2 separate regions of the Bos taurus genome follow, and region 1 is linked to region 2. Evidence: chromatin contacts called from public Hi-C data. All regions are on one chromosome and are shown on one strand. The core of a region is the stretch at or near the end of the contact, and the rest is flanking DNA. Distances in the headings are between cores, read along the strand shown.

Region 1 (5,999 bases), core at 1,873-4,372, 340 kb after region 2:
GTATCTGAAGGCACAGCTACCTCTCCACACACAGGTATCACTGTGGTGAGACTGCCGCTGATTCATGGGCTTGAAATTTCCAAATCCTGTTGTCATTACTGAGAAAATGCATTTGTGTATATGCCAACTCAGATATGTTTAGGAAAATCTCTTTTTACTAGCCACAAAGCAAGCTGACTATATAGTACTTTTGCAAAAGATGCCGCAGGAAAAAAATAAATCTAAACAAAAAGAGACTTACACGCGTAATTTGACCAGGAATAGTCAGAGGATGTCTCTACTTTTTTTTTTCAGAGATTTAGGAGGAGAATTGGTAATTTCTAGTGTTTTAATCTCTGAAATCTTTTTCTCATAAGAATTAAGGCTGTATTAAAGTATCCAGACATATAGGTCTCATTCAAACTGAATGGTAATTTATTAATAAACAATGAATATGCTCAACAAAAAGAAAGCAAAGATGATAGAATAAGATTAATACAGTTTCCCTTTTCATAATCAAAAAAGCACAGTTTAAAGTTTCAGGCAATTTAACGTCAGGTTTTGGAAACACTTTCTGGCGTTTGGTCCACGACATCCAACTACAAATTAAAAATAAATTACTATGTTGCAATTTACATTTTAAAACAAGTCCAGGAATAAAAAGAAAGCCATTTCCACGTACGGGGGACTTCCTCCCTCCTTTCAATAGAGGATAAAATAATATCTTACAGGTGAGAGAACAAGAGACAGGGCAGGAGGAGGAGAGGTGTTCTCTGAAAAGAGGAAGAAACTTACGTGTTATCTGGAGTAACACTGCCCTTTAACAAACCATGACTCTGCTGTCTCTGTACAAAACAGTTTACGGTTCTGTTTGTTTAGATAAAGCAAAGTGGAGGTGGCTCCGAATCCATCTTCTAAGAGAAGAAAGCCTTTTCTTCATGCTGGTGACTTCAAAGTGTGGAGGGCTTCTGTTTGCTGGTTTGGTGGACGTTTTACGCACTGGGTTTTTGGTTTCGCTTTTGCGCTGAGGGTCCTTTTGGCCGATCCTGCTCCGGGGTTCGGTTCGGTCAGGCTGAGAGGCAGGCGGGGCGGAGGCGGGGGTCAGAACTTGCTGCAGTCGTAGACGAAGGCCCCGGACGTGCGGTACAGGGACTGGCCGGAAGGGAAGGCCATCTGACAGCTGCTGTTCCCATTTACCGGCGAGTTGTTCAGGCCGATCCGCTGCGACTCAAACATCTCCCGCACCGAGTGGAAGTTCTGCTGCTGGCCCGGGTAGCCCGCGGCCGCCGCCGCCGCGCTGGCCAGGTGCCCCAGGTCCCCGCCCGCCTGGTTCAGGTACCACGAGGCCAGGCGGCCTTGGTGGGCTGCGGGGTGGTGGCCGGCCTCCTGGCCGCCGCCGCCGTGGCCCAGGGACGAGGAGCTGCTGCTGGTGGCCGGGGGCAGGGAGTAGTCGGGCAGAGGGTCGTCCACCGAGGAGCCTCCGGCGCCCGCCGGCGCGCCCTGCACGTGGCCGCCGCCGCGCTCCCGGGCCGCGTACAGGCTCATGGCCTGCAGGTTACAGTGGTAGGTCCCGGCGCCCCCCGCCCCGCCGCCCGCGCCCGCGCCGCCCGCGCCGGGGCTCTGGCTGCAGGGCGAGCCGTACAGCGAGCTCTGGCCTGGCGAGTAGGCGCCGAGCGCCAGCGGAGGCGCGAGGCCCGCGCGCGAGGACGCGGCGGCCGGGGCCAGGAGGCCGGATCCCAGCTCGGCGGCCGCGCCCTGCGGCGACCCCCGCAGCGACGTCATGATGTTGTCCACGCTGAAGCCCTGGCTGTGCGCGGGCGCGGGCGCGGGCGGCGGGCCGGGCTCCGCGCCGTCCAGGCTCAGCGGCCGCGCCGCCGGCAGGCCGCCGGGGGGGCTGCCCCCGCTGGACAGGCTGCTGCTGCTGCTGTCGGGGCTTTCGATTTTGGGCACCGCGGCGGCGCCGCTGCTGCCGCTGCCCAGGGCGGCGGCCGGGGACAGGGGCTGGGGCGGCGAGGGGCACGTACCGTTCTCAGTCTTGATGTCCTGGATGCGCACGGGCGGGGGCTGCGCCCCGGGCGGCGCGCCGTCGGCCTGCTCGGGGGGCGCAGGCGCGGGCTGGCGGCCGGCCGGCGGCGGCGGCGGCGGCGGCGGCGGCGGCGGAGGCTCTTTGAGGTGCAGCCGGTCCTTCTCCTCCTTGTCCTTCACGGCGTCCTTCTTCTTGAAGCGCCGCCGCCGCCGCAGGAAGCTGCCGTTCTCGAACATGTTGTAGGAGTCCGGGTCGAGCGTCCAGTAGCTGCCCTTGCCCGGCTTCTTGTCGTCGCGCGGCACCTTGACGAAGCACTCGTTGAGCGAGAGGTTGTGGCGGATGCTGTTCTGCCAGCCCTGCTTGTTGTCCCGGTAGAAGGGGAAGCGATCCATGATGAACTGGTAGATGCCGTTCAGGGTGATCTTCTTGTCCGGCGCGTTCTGGATGGCCATGGTGATGAGCGCGATGTAGCTGTAGGGCGGCTTCACCATGTCCTTGGGCTGCGGCTGCGGCGTGTAGGGCCCGTAGGCGCGGGCCATGCCGCCCGGGTACTGCTCAGCATGCGCCGGGTGCGAGTACACGCTCATGGGGGCCGGCATGGCCGTGTAGCCGCCCCCCGCTGCCGCCGCTGCAGCGCGGTAGTAGCTCTGCTCGCCGCCGAGGTAGGGCACCACTCCCAGGGAGTTGGGGCTGGACACGGAGTAGCGCGCCTGCATGGCCCCGCTCGCCGCCGCCGCCCCCCGCCCTCGCCGGGCCGGCCGCCCAGTCCGAGTCCGGGCCCGCGGGCCGGTGCCGGGCCGCCGCCTCCCCTGCGCGCGCCCGGCTCCGGGGCGCCTCGGGCCGGCAGAGAGGGCCGGACGAGGACGCGGCCGACGGCCTGGATCGCGCGCCGCGGCTTCCCGGCGGGAGCGGGAGCGCGGAGCCCCGGCTGGAAAACAAGCCGAAGCCCGGCCCGCCGCGCCGCCTGCGCCTCGCGGAGGCTGAGCCCCAGCCGCCGGCGGGGCGGCCAGAGGAGCGGGCGGGGGCAGCGCGCCGGCCCCGGCCCGGGCCGCGTCACCTTTCTCAGTCTCGCGCGCGCCGGCCGCTTAAGGAAGCATTGGGAAAACTCCTGAACTTTTGAGCATCCGTCACCCAGGCGAGGACTTTTTTACGCAGTTACATTTTTTCCGGGCCGCGGGGCCCCGCCCCGTCCCGGCTGCGGCGGCCAATGGGAGGCGGGAACGCCTCCGACGGAGCCGGAGGCCGAGCGGGCCGGCCCGCGCCCCGCCGCGGAGGACCGCGGGCTGGCCACACGCGCGCCCGCCCGCCGGCCCCGCTCCCGCGTCCCTGCCCGCACCCGCGCCGGCGCCCTCGGCCGTGGGCCCCCGCGCCCGCCGCCCGCGCCGGGCCCTTTCCCCGCCCCGGGCCCTGCGCTGGACGCCCATTGTTCCCGCGGCCCGGCCGGGCCCTCCGGTCCCCGCGCAGACCCTTCCTCGTCCGCTGCGCCCGGATGTCACGGAGTCCTGGGGCCCCGACTCTCCCATTCCCGCACTCTCCCGGCCCCTCCTCGCCGACCTGGCGCCCCGGTTTCCCAGGCTGCTCCTCCTCCCCTCCCCGCTCCCCTCCCCTCCCCGCTCCCCTCCCCTCCCCGCTCCTCTCCCCCCTTCTTCCCCCTCCCCCCTTCTTCCCCCTCCCCCCTTCTTCCCCCTCCCCCCTTCTTCCCCCTCCCCCCTCCTTTCCCCTCCCCCCTTCCCTTCTTCCCCCTCCCCCTTCCCTTCTTCCCCCTCCCCCCTCCTTCTTCCCCCTCCCCCCCTTTCCTCTCCCCTCCCCCCTCCTTCCCCCTCCCCCTCCCCCTCCTTCCCCCTCCCCCTCCTTCCCCCTCCCCCTCCCCCTCCCCCTCCTTTCCCCTCCCCCTCCTTCTTCTCCCTCCCCCTCCCTTCTTCCCCCTCCTCTACTCCTCCGTACTCCCTCAAATCTACTCTCCCCGATCTGTCCCCCCTCCGCTATTCTCCCCTGCTCCCCCCACACTCTTCCTCCTCTCCCCTCCCCTCCCCTTCCCTCTCCTATCCTATTCTCCCCTCTGCTCCCCTCCCCTATTCTCTCCTCCCCTATTCTCCCTTCCCCTCCACTCCTGGTCATCCGTCTCCCCGGGTTCCCAGAAGTCCCCAGTCCCCCCAACCTGGAAGTTCTCCAGTCCTGAGCAGGGTTACAAAAAGGCACAGTTCTGAGTCCGACAGCAAGGCCGGCCGGAACTGTAGTCTGTTCTGGGTGGGAGCAGGGTTGTTGCTCCCACCTCACTGTTCCCGCGACCCCTCCCCAGTAAACAAGGGAGGGGGACATGGGGCCTTGCCAAGAGCTTGGGGCCGCCTTGGCGGCGGGGGTCTGCAGCGCAGGCTCCTGGAGCCTGGGCGTCCCTAGGCTCCTCGGGTTCACGGACAGGGCCGCCTCTGGGGGAGGCCGGCACCTTTCGGCCCAAAGGAGGATTCGGGCTGCGAACTCTGACGAGAGCCGGTGGTGACGAGTAAAGACGGCTACCTCCTTCCCCGCCCCGCGTGGCTGCTGCTTGCAGAGCTAACGGGTTGGGGAGGGGGGCCGTTCAGAATCGCACCTGCAGGGCCTTCGAGGGTCCGGGGACCCTAGACTTGCGGCTTGCGGCTTCTGGGGTCTGGGATGGAGGGCAGAAAGGAGCCGGCCTCCGGGCCTGCGGGGCTTTCTGTACTTCGGCCAACATGGAGCGGCCCTCCGGGCCCTCTCCTGAGGAACTACGCGCCTCGGGGGCTCTGAAGAGCCGCAGGGCGCCCCTCACACCTCCACCCCGGTTCCGGACAGTCTGGAACTGCCAGGATGTGTTGGGAGCCCTTTGGCTTCCCGGCTCGAGTCTGGCTTCCTCCACAGCCCCAGCCACAGCTGCGCTCAGTATCAGGGCGCCGGCCTGTACGGTGTTAAACTGTTGGCTTTCCGAGTGGACCCTGACGTGGAGAAACGGGGGTATCTGCTCCTCCCGAGCCGGCGGCACCTCCCCGAAGCCCGGCTCCCAGCGCCGCGCGGCCTGCAGAGCTCCTGGGCCGCTCAGGCCTGCTTCCCGGGCACCCCCCAGGCCGCGTCTCTGCCGCCTCGAAACCCTGAGTTACGGGCAGAGGCTCGGTGCTCCCGAACACCCCGTGGGGAGGGAGGAGCAGCGAACAGTGGGTTGGTGTCCAGCACCCTCCCGCGTCCCGCCGGAATCCGCTGCCTTGACCGAGGCCTTGTAGGCGCCCCGGTTTCAGAGCAGCCTGGAGGCCGAGGAAGTCAGCAGTCGCCCCGAATGCCTCGGCCTCTGGCGACTTCGGCCTTTAAACTGCGTTTCCACGGCTCGCGGTGCGCGGGCACCAACGCGGCCATGCAGACTCGCCGGTTTCCCCGGCGCGGGGGCCCGCGGCTCGCGCGGGAGACGTGGTGCGCACTGCCCGGCCCGCGCGGCCTCTCTGCTCCCGGCTCCGAGGCCCGAGAGGTGGAAAGAGGTCCTTACGTAAACTGCAAATCCGACAGCCGGCCTTGCTGGGCCGCTTCGGGGATGAAAGTGGCCGTTGTGAAATGAGTTTCTGACGCGCGGGGGATAAAGGAGGGTGCAGTTTACGAAGATCAACTTTCCCTGGTCCCGCTCTGGATATTCGCCAGGAAAAGATATTTGCGTTTGTGTTTTATAAGCTTCCTCGGAAGCAAACCTCCACAAAACGGCTTGATTGTATTTCAAGTACTCGACTTCTGTTACTATTGTCGGTGGTGGTGGTATGTGGACACGAAGGCACAGAAACGAAGTCTTCAGGGAATGGCGTGAAGCTTTTTATTTTCGGTCAGGGTTTCTGATGCCCCCTGCATAGTTCACTGTCCCCACGACCTTAACTGGCAGAAATGCCTTCGCAGGAAACCTTCGCTGTTTTTCTGACACCTCGCGGCTGCGACCTGCAGGTCCGAGGGCGACAGCGGTAATGGATGTGTTTCCTCGGATGGTCGCTGACCTTCCTGGCCCCATCCC
Region 2 (6,271 bases), core at 780-3,279:
CCAAGCAAGAATACTGGAATGGGTTGCCATTTCCTCTTCCAGGGGATCTTCCTGACTCAGGGATCAAACCCAGTTATCCTACAGTACAGGCAGATTCTTTACTAACTGAGCCACCACTGAATTTATGTTTAATACCATAGATCCTGGAAATTTAAGAATTTAAACTTAACTTTTCTTTTGAAGCACAAAATAGAGCTTGGTGTCTGTCAAACAAGATTTCTACTTTATCCTTTTAGTACCAATAGAATTTAATACAAATTCTCTTTGTTAAAGTTGGATCCTTGAAGTTGGTATGTATAGTAAGATAAAATGAAATGTTTTCTACTTCAAAGAAACTTAACATGTGATATCTTTTGAATATATTTTTTTTTGAAAATCATTAATTGGATACTTTACCAGTGCAAGTAATAACTTGTATCAAGACTTATTTAATTTAATTTCCACTTTATTAGTAGGTCTCATCATTTCATCCTTCTTCTGACATTCACATGAAGTGTGTGTTGTTTAGGAATGTCAATTAACAAATCATTCATGATGAATTTAAATGTGCTCTATTTACAAAGAAATACACGTATAGGCTTGGTTTGGCTTGTTAAACTATGTTTAGCTCGAAATCACTTTGATAGTTCCTTAGAGAACGTTGATTTCAATGATGAACTCAACCAGTATACAGTCTCAGTCCTCCAGGCCAGGATACTGGAGTGGGCAACCGTTCCCCTCTCCAGGGGCTCTTCCTGACCCAGGGATCACACCCAGGTCACCTGCATTGCAGGTGGATTCTTTACCATCTAGCCACCAGGGAGCCCAAGAACACTGGAGTGGGTAGCCTGTCCCTTCTCCAGGGGCTCTTCCTGACCCAGGAATCCACTTGGGGTCTCCTGCACTGTGGGCGAGTTCTTCACCAGCTGAGCCACCAGAGCGCCCTGCACACGGTCAGCATGTTGATGATTAAATGGAGTGCTTGCTGGGCGACGTGTCGTGCTGACAGCAGCTGTGCGGCTCCCGAGAGTGGAAGGTCACTGTGGGGGCGGCCAGGGCACGCTCCTGGTTTGTCGGGTAAACCCAGGCTCCCTTCTCCCGAGTCTCCTCTCCTGCCCTCCCCTGTGCGTTTCATTGGTGCCACTTGTTGTACCAGTAGAAAGTCTTTTAGAAATGAGTAGTGTCGACAAGCTAAACCTTTGAGGCTTGTTCTCCAGGACTATTGACAGCCTCCTTAGTCCTGATCGGAAATACCAATGTCTGCCTTTACTGCGTAGATTAATTATTGTTTAAAAGTTCAGTAGAGGAAAGGTTTTATTTGTTTTTGTGTTTGTTTTGCTTAAGGATCTTGTGTGACTCACCCTGGCGTGGTTTTCTTATTTGTTTGCATTCTCGATGTTGACATCTACTGGGACACTTGAGAGCCTGTGTAGTCCGCACCTTAGGAAAGGCTGAGGGCTGTCTAGGGTTCTGACATGTTTCTCTGTCTTCCCTAGAAAGAAAGCATTTGGGCATCTGATAAAGACTAGGTGATTATATCTGTGCTGTTGCTAGTTGAAATAATGTGAGTAGATACTTTTTTAATCTGGTTTTTTTATAGTTCCTTTATATTAAATATTAATATTATAAAAGTGACCATATAATGTCATTTGGAAGTTTTGCAAAATTATTTATATTGCAGTTGTTTAAGTGACTTAAAGCTTCAACTTCCTGTCACCTCTTTTTTTTCTGTCATAATTCTGTGGAAATGGCCATTTTTGCTAAAATTTGTCAACAGCAGTAATGGAAAAGACTGTTGGTTTTGGTTTATGTTAAATAATGCATTGTAGTCCCCTTCTAGTTTTAGAAGGTTGCTTCATAGAGAAGTAAACAGAGGTTCCTGGGAAGCTGCTACATTTTTTTTGTGGAAAAGCGGATTATTCCTGAAGCTTCCCTTCTCATCTGTCCAGATCAGAAACAGGGTTGTTTCTGGAGCAAGGGGAGCTGAGGGGGTGGGCAGTGCTGTGCCCTTTTCTACACATAGATGGCGGCAGAGTGTCGCAGACTGCGGAAGTCAGCCTGGCAGTTAGAACAGACGTGAGTGACAGTGAGAACCGACTTCTATCAGCGTGGGCGCCTGTGTCCTGTAGTTAAACACAAAATAGGAAAGAAAGCCACCGTTGATAACACCAGGGTGTAGGAGGATGAAGAAGGCCGTGAGAAGCTGTAATACACTGGCTCTCTGGACAGATCCCAGGTGGGAAAGCTTAATCTTTGAAGGTATGTCACGCAGTCCTGGAAGACGACAGGACTCAGCTAAGACAGCAGGCATGTCACGGCCCAGAGCCGGCCGAGGGCTGGGGGCGGCGGGCGGGGACAGCCAGGGAGAGACCAGACCCAGCAGCGCGGCCAGGGACAGCCCGCCGCCGCCTGCTCACTCGAGCTGGTTCCCAGGAGGAAGTGTCAGCCCAGAAATCAGGCAAACAGTCCATGGGAACATTCACTCAAAGGCAGCATTTCAGAAACGGGAACTGCAGTCTCTCATGGCCCCGTCCCCACGCTGGATTTGCTGTTCAGCATACGAGGACAAATAGATTCCTTCAGAATGCATCTGCAATCAGCAAGTCATTTAATGTCTTAATTAGCATTCCTGAATAATGACATCATCACCATAAAAGGTGACACTCATCCTTACAATTAATATTTAATATGTGTCTGCTTCTCCGGGGCCTTTCTGTGGCTGCCCGCAAATTTCCAAGGTAGTTTTCGAGTTTCAGATTTGAGTTTGGTGAGAGCACAGGCAGGAAGGTCTGCAGAAGTGAAGCTGTGTTCATTAGAAATGTGAGACGTGGAAGCAGGTTATAAAAGGGCGGTCTGCGGCGTGTCCCGAGCTGCTGGATCAGGCCGGCGGCTCGCTCCTCGTGGGCGTCGGAAGGGCTCCTCGGAGCGCCGACCGTGCGGCTGTCCAGGAAGCTGCCTGCGTGCCCCTCTGTTCTCCCCTCTGCCCCAGGCGCACCAGACCCCCAGCCTCATCTCCGTGTCACAACACTGATCCCAAAGGTGTGTGTGACCACCCGCTCCGACACTGTGGGCCTGGCAAGTCTCTCTGTGACAGCAACTTATTTCTCACATAATTATTTTTTTAGTAAATTTGATATCTTAACAGCCCCTTCCCTCATTTCTGGGTTCAAAACGCAGCACTTAATATAATTTATTTCTCAGCCTCACAAAGGCTCACTCGAGCGTAGCTGCTGTACCGGAGACGGCTGTGGCCGAGCAGCCAGGCCCACGCCGGGCACCGCCACGGCCTCGGAGCTGCTCTGACACAGCTGCCGCTTGTTGCTCGTTAGTGATGAAGGGGCTCTGCCCTGTCACACGCGGGTGGGACAGGACACTCACTGACATGTGGGCTCTGTTTTTCTGAGCTCAGCAAGCCATTGTGTTAACTTCACTTTGCACAGCTCGGTCTGTGTTATTCTCACTTTTTTCATAGTGTGAGCTCTGTAAATGTAAGAACTAAGAAACATTTGAACTAATCCAAATTTGAGTTTGATCCTAAACATGTAGTTATTTTAGAATTTTGTGAGCTTTCAATTTAATGAAATGGAATTTTACAAGATGAAACTTTCACCACTGTACAATCCTTAACATCAAAGTCTGTGTTGTTTGAATTAGTTACAACTGTGTGTAAATTTCTTATGAGTCATGATCAGTGCGTGAACGCTTGTTTCAGGGTTAGACGGAAGTGTGTGTGCTTCGCCGTAGATGGACCTGTACCCTTTGCAGACAGCTTTGGGCCGGAATATAACACGATCTGCAGGCGCCTGCACACTTTATCTTACACGTTTGTCCCTCTGCGGCCATCATTAGATTTAGAGCATGTGCTTTTTCTTGGTGGGAGAGTACCTGGCAGATTATTTATGTGACCTTTTTCAAAAAAAAGGACAATATTGCAAACTCCACTTCCTCTGACTACTTGATTTCTAAGAATCGTGTCTAGTGTAGGCAAATCCCACAGAATAACACTGTTTTAAAACTTTTTAAACCTGTATATATATATTTTTAGGTTAGCATCAGCACATTAGTTTTCCTTGATAAAATGTTGTGAATATTTTATGCAAATAATTAAATGTAGAACAATTAAAAAATTTGTTTGCTTACAATTTTTCAAATGGATTTTAGAAAAGATGCTTTTTATAAATAATTTTTGATGACTTTCAAAATAGAGAAACAGATTTTATGTGAGTGATAGAGGTTTTTTAAAATTTTATTGGAATCATAACTAATTATAATTCATAATGGTTTTACATTTGTAAAATCAATCTTGCAAAACCTTAGATATTTGAAAGTTTGTACTATAATGAAGTATAGCTTGTGTACTGCTTCTCTTGAGTGTTTGTTTTTAATTGTGTTATCTTCTGTATAATTAACTAGGTGGCATTTTAGTTGATCAGTAAAATGGAGTACACTGTTTAGGGTTATACTGTAAAAATATTTGTTCTTTTAATGCTTAGCTTTTCATTCTGACTATGCCTAAATTGTGCTTTTAAAAAATCTGATATATTTTAAAATATGTAAGCATTTTTAAATTGTGTGTATTGATAGACAAGAGAGACTTGAATCCTAAAACATACTTTCTCACGTAACTATTGTTCTTCGTGAAGTACTCATAATCTGTGGAAAATTTAGTAAATTTAAATGCCCAAAGTCCAATTTTGGCTGAAAATTTCTCCTTTTAAAAATCCCTTTTTCTTTTTTACAGGTTGCACCCTTAGTTTGGACTGAACGCTTCCGTTCCTAATTATGTTCTTTGAGGGACGGTCCCACGTGGATTTGATGTGGGGGCTCCTTCATGTCTCTAGTTTGTTTCTCTGCCTGCTTCCTTCTCTCTCGGTTTCCTCTCAAGGGTTCTACTTCTCCAGTTGAACATCTTTTATTGTGATGAGTCTTGCTGCTGCAACTTTATTGGCACAGAATCCGGAGACTAATCCATAATACAGTTTGAAAAGTCTCTAAGGTGTAAAATATTAGCTTGTCATTTTTTCTCCCATTTTCTCTTTTGACAAGCTTTGTTGAATTTTCTTTTTGTTTTTCAAACATATTCTGCCATCCTGATTCTGAAAGAATGTATAGATATATCATTTAGGAAAATGTGTATTTTAACTGACAACATAAATATCTTGGTTATGTAGTTTTCTGGTCAGAGATTTTATTGATAAATTTCAAACCATGAAAATTTGTTATTTATAGTATAGCATAAATTGCATTTACTGCTTTTAGTAAAAGCATTTCACTAGAATTTTGATACATTTAAAAAGAAAAGAAATCTCAATGTCAGCTCATATGCTCATGAAATATTTAATAGAAGCATTGCAAGTTAATTTTATCGTTTTTCATAATAAAAGAGAAGTTTACAAAGCGCTTTGACTCAGCTTACTCACTGTTTTGCAATTACTGACGCAGCTGAGAGCTTTCATGGGGATGACAACTACGGTTCTCTGTGTAAGACCACGACCGTGAAGGGCAGGGCTCCAGCGCCTCCTGCGCTTCCAGGGCGTCCCCTTCCCCCGGCAGCACGTCTGCGTCCCAGGTGCTGGCGCACGGTGCTCAGTCCTGTCTGTCTGTCTCGTGTTTGTCCGGCGACCTGACGCTGTGTGTAGTGCCGTGATTTCTCAGTGTTGCAGATTTTATTGCTGTTACTTTTTATTTGCAGTCTTCCACCTGTGTTAAACGAAAGACATGATTGTTGCCAACCATCAGACCCATTATGAAGAATCTGTACTTCATTTAAGTTGTATTGAGAGTTTAGGCCTGTATCAATGGAGCTTCATAAAATTAAGTAAAACAGTTTATTGCATGTACAGACATGTTCATGAAACAGCACTGTAATGACAATGCTGGTTGTTGGGACAATTAAAACATTAAGAAAACACATATTTAAATGTAGTTAATGGCTGAAAGTTTGTTGTTTATCTCTTAGAAATTTGTGATAAATCTAAAAGATAACAGAGAATTTCACTATATTGAAAATTTATAGATGCATATTTATTTAGCTCAGCTTTAATTGTATAATTATTTATGATTTAAGCCTCATTGATCTTATGTTTGTGATCAATATACTGAAATGTAAAACATCCTAAATACTAGCACAGGGTATTATTTTTTTTTCATGATGAGAAACAGAAGGACTTAGGCTAGCTGGAGTCTTTTTAGTCATGAAAAGCAGAACTCAGAAACCAAACCTGTAACTTCTCTGGGCCTCAGTTTGCACATCTGTGCAATGGGGTGTGAGGCTTTGGGGACTGAGGGTTAG

The links. A called contact is a pair of places that touch in the nucleus more often than the background predicts.
Region 1: a contact with region 2 is called in a Hi-C map of liver, with 5 times the contacts expected there. The contact joins the promoter of FOXC1 here to the enhancer-like site in region 2. A contact is called at or near these places in 4 of 11 Hi-C or Micro-C datasets (blastocyst, blood, liver and 1 more).

Annotation. Positions count from the first base shown.
Region 1 is chr23:51,611,946-51,617,944 of ARS-UCD2.0, forward strand. FOXC1 (forkhead box C1) reads right to left here and starts at 3,123. Exons shown (of 1, transcript XM_024983879.2): 1 at 1-3,123. The coding sequence starts at 2,721. The coding sequence ends at 1,081.
Region 2 is chr23:51,275,327-51,281,597 of ARS-UCD2.0, forward strand. All of the region lies in intron 4 of GMDS (GDP-mannose 4,6-dehydratase), which reads left to right. Among named protein-coding and RNA genes, the nearest start is that of GMDS, 110 kb to the left of the region's middle. Within about 2 kb of position 2,030, at least 54 of the 102 cell types and tissues checked have an H3K27ac peak or open chromatin away from gene starts, as enhancers often do. A contact at or near this core is called in blastocyst, blood, liver and 1 more, where this site is marked.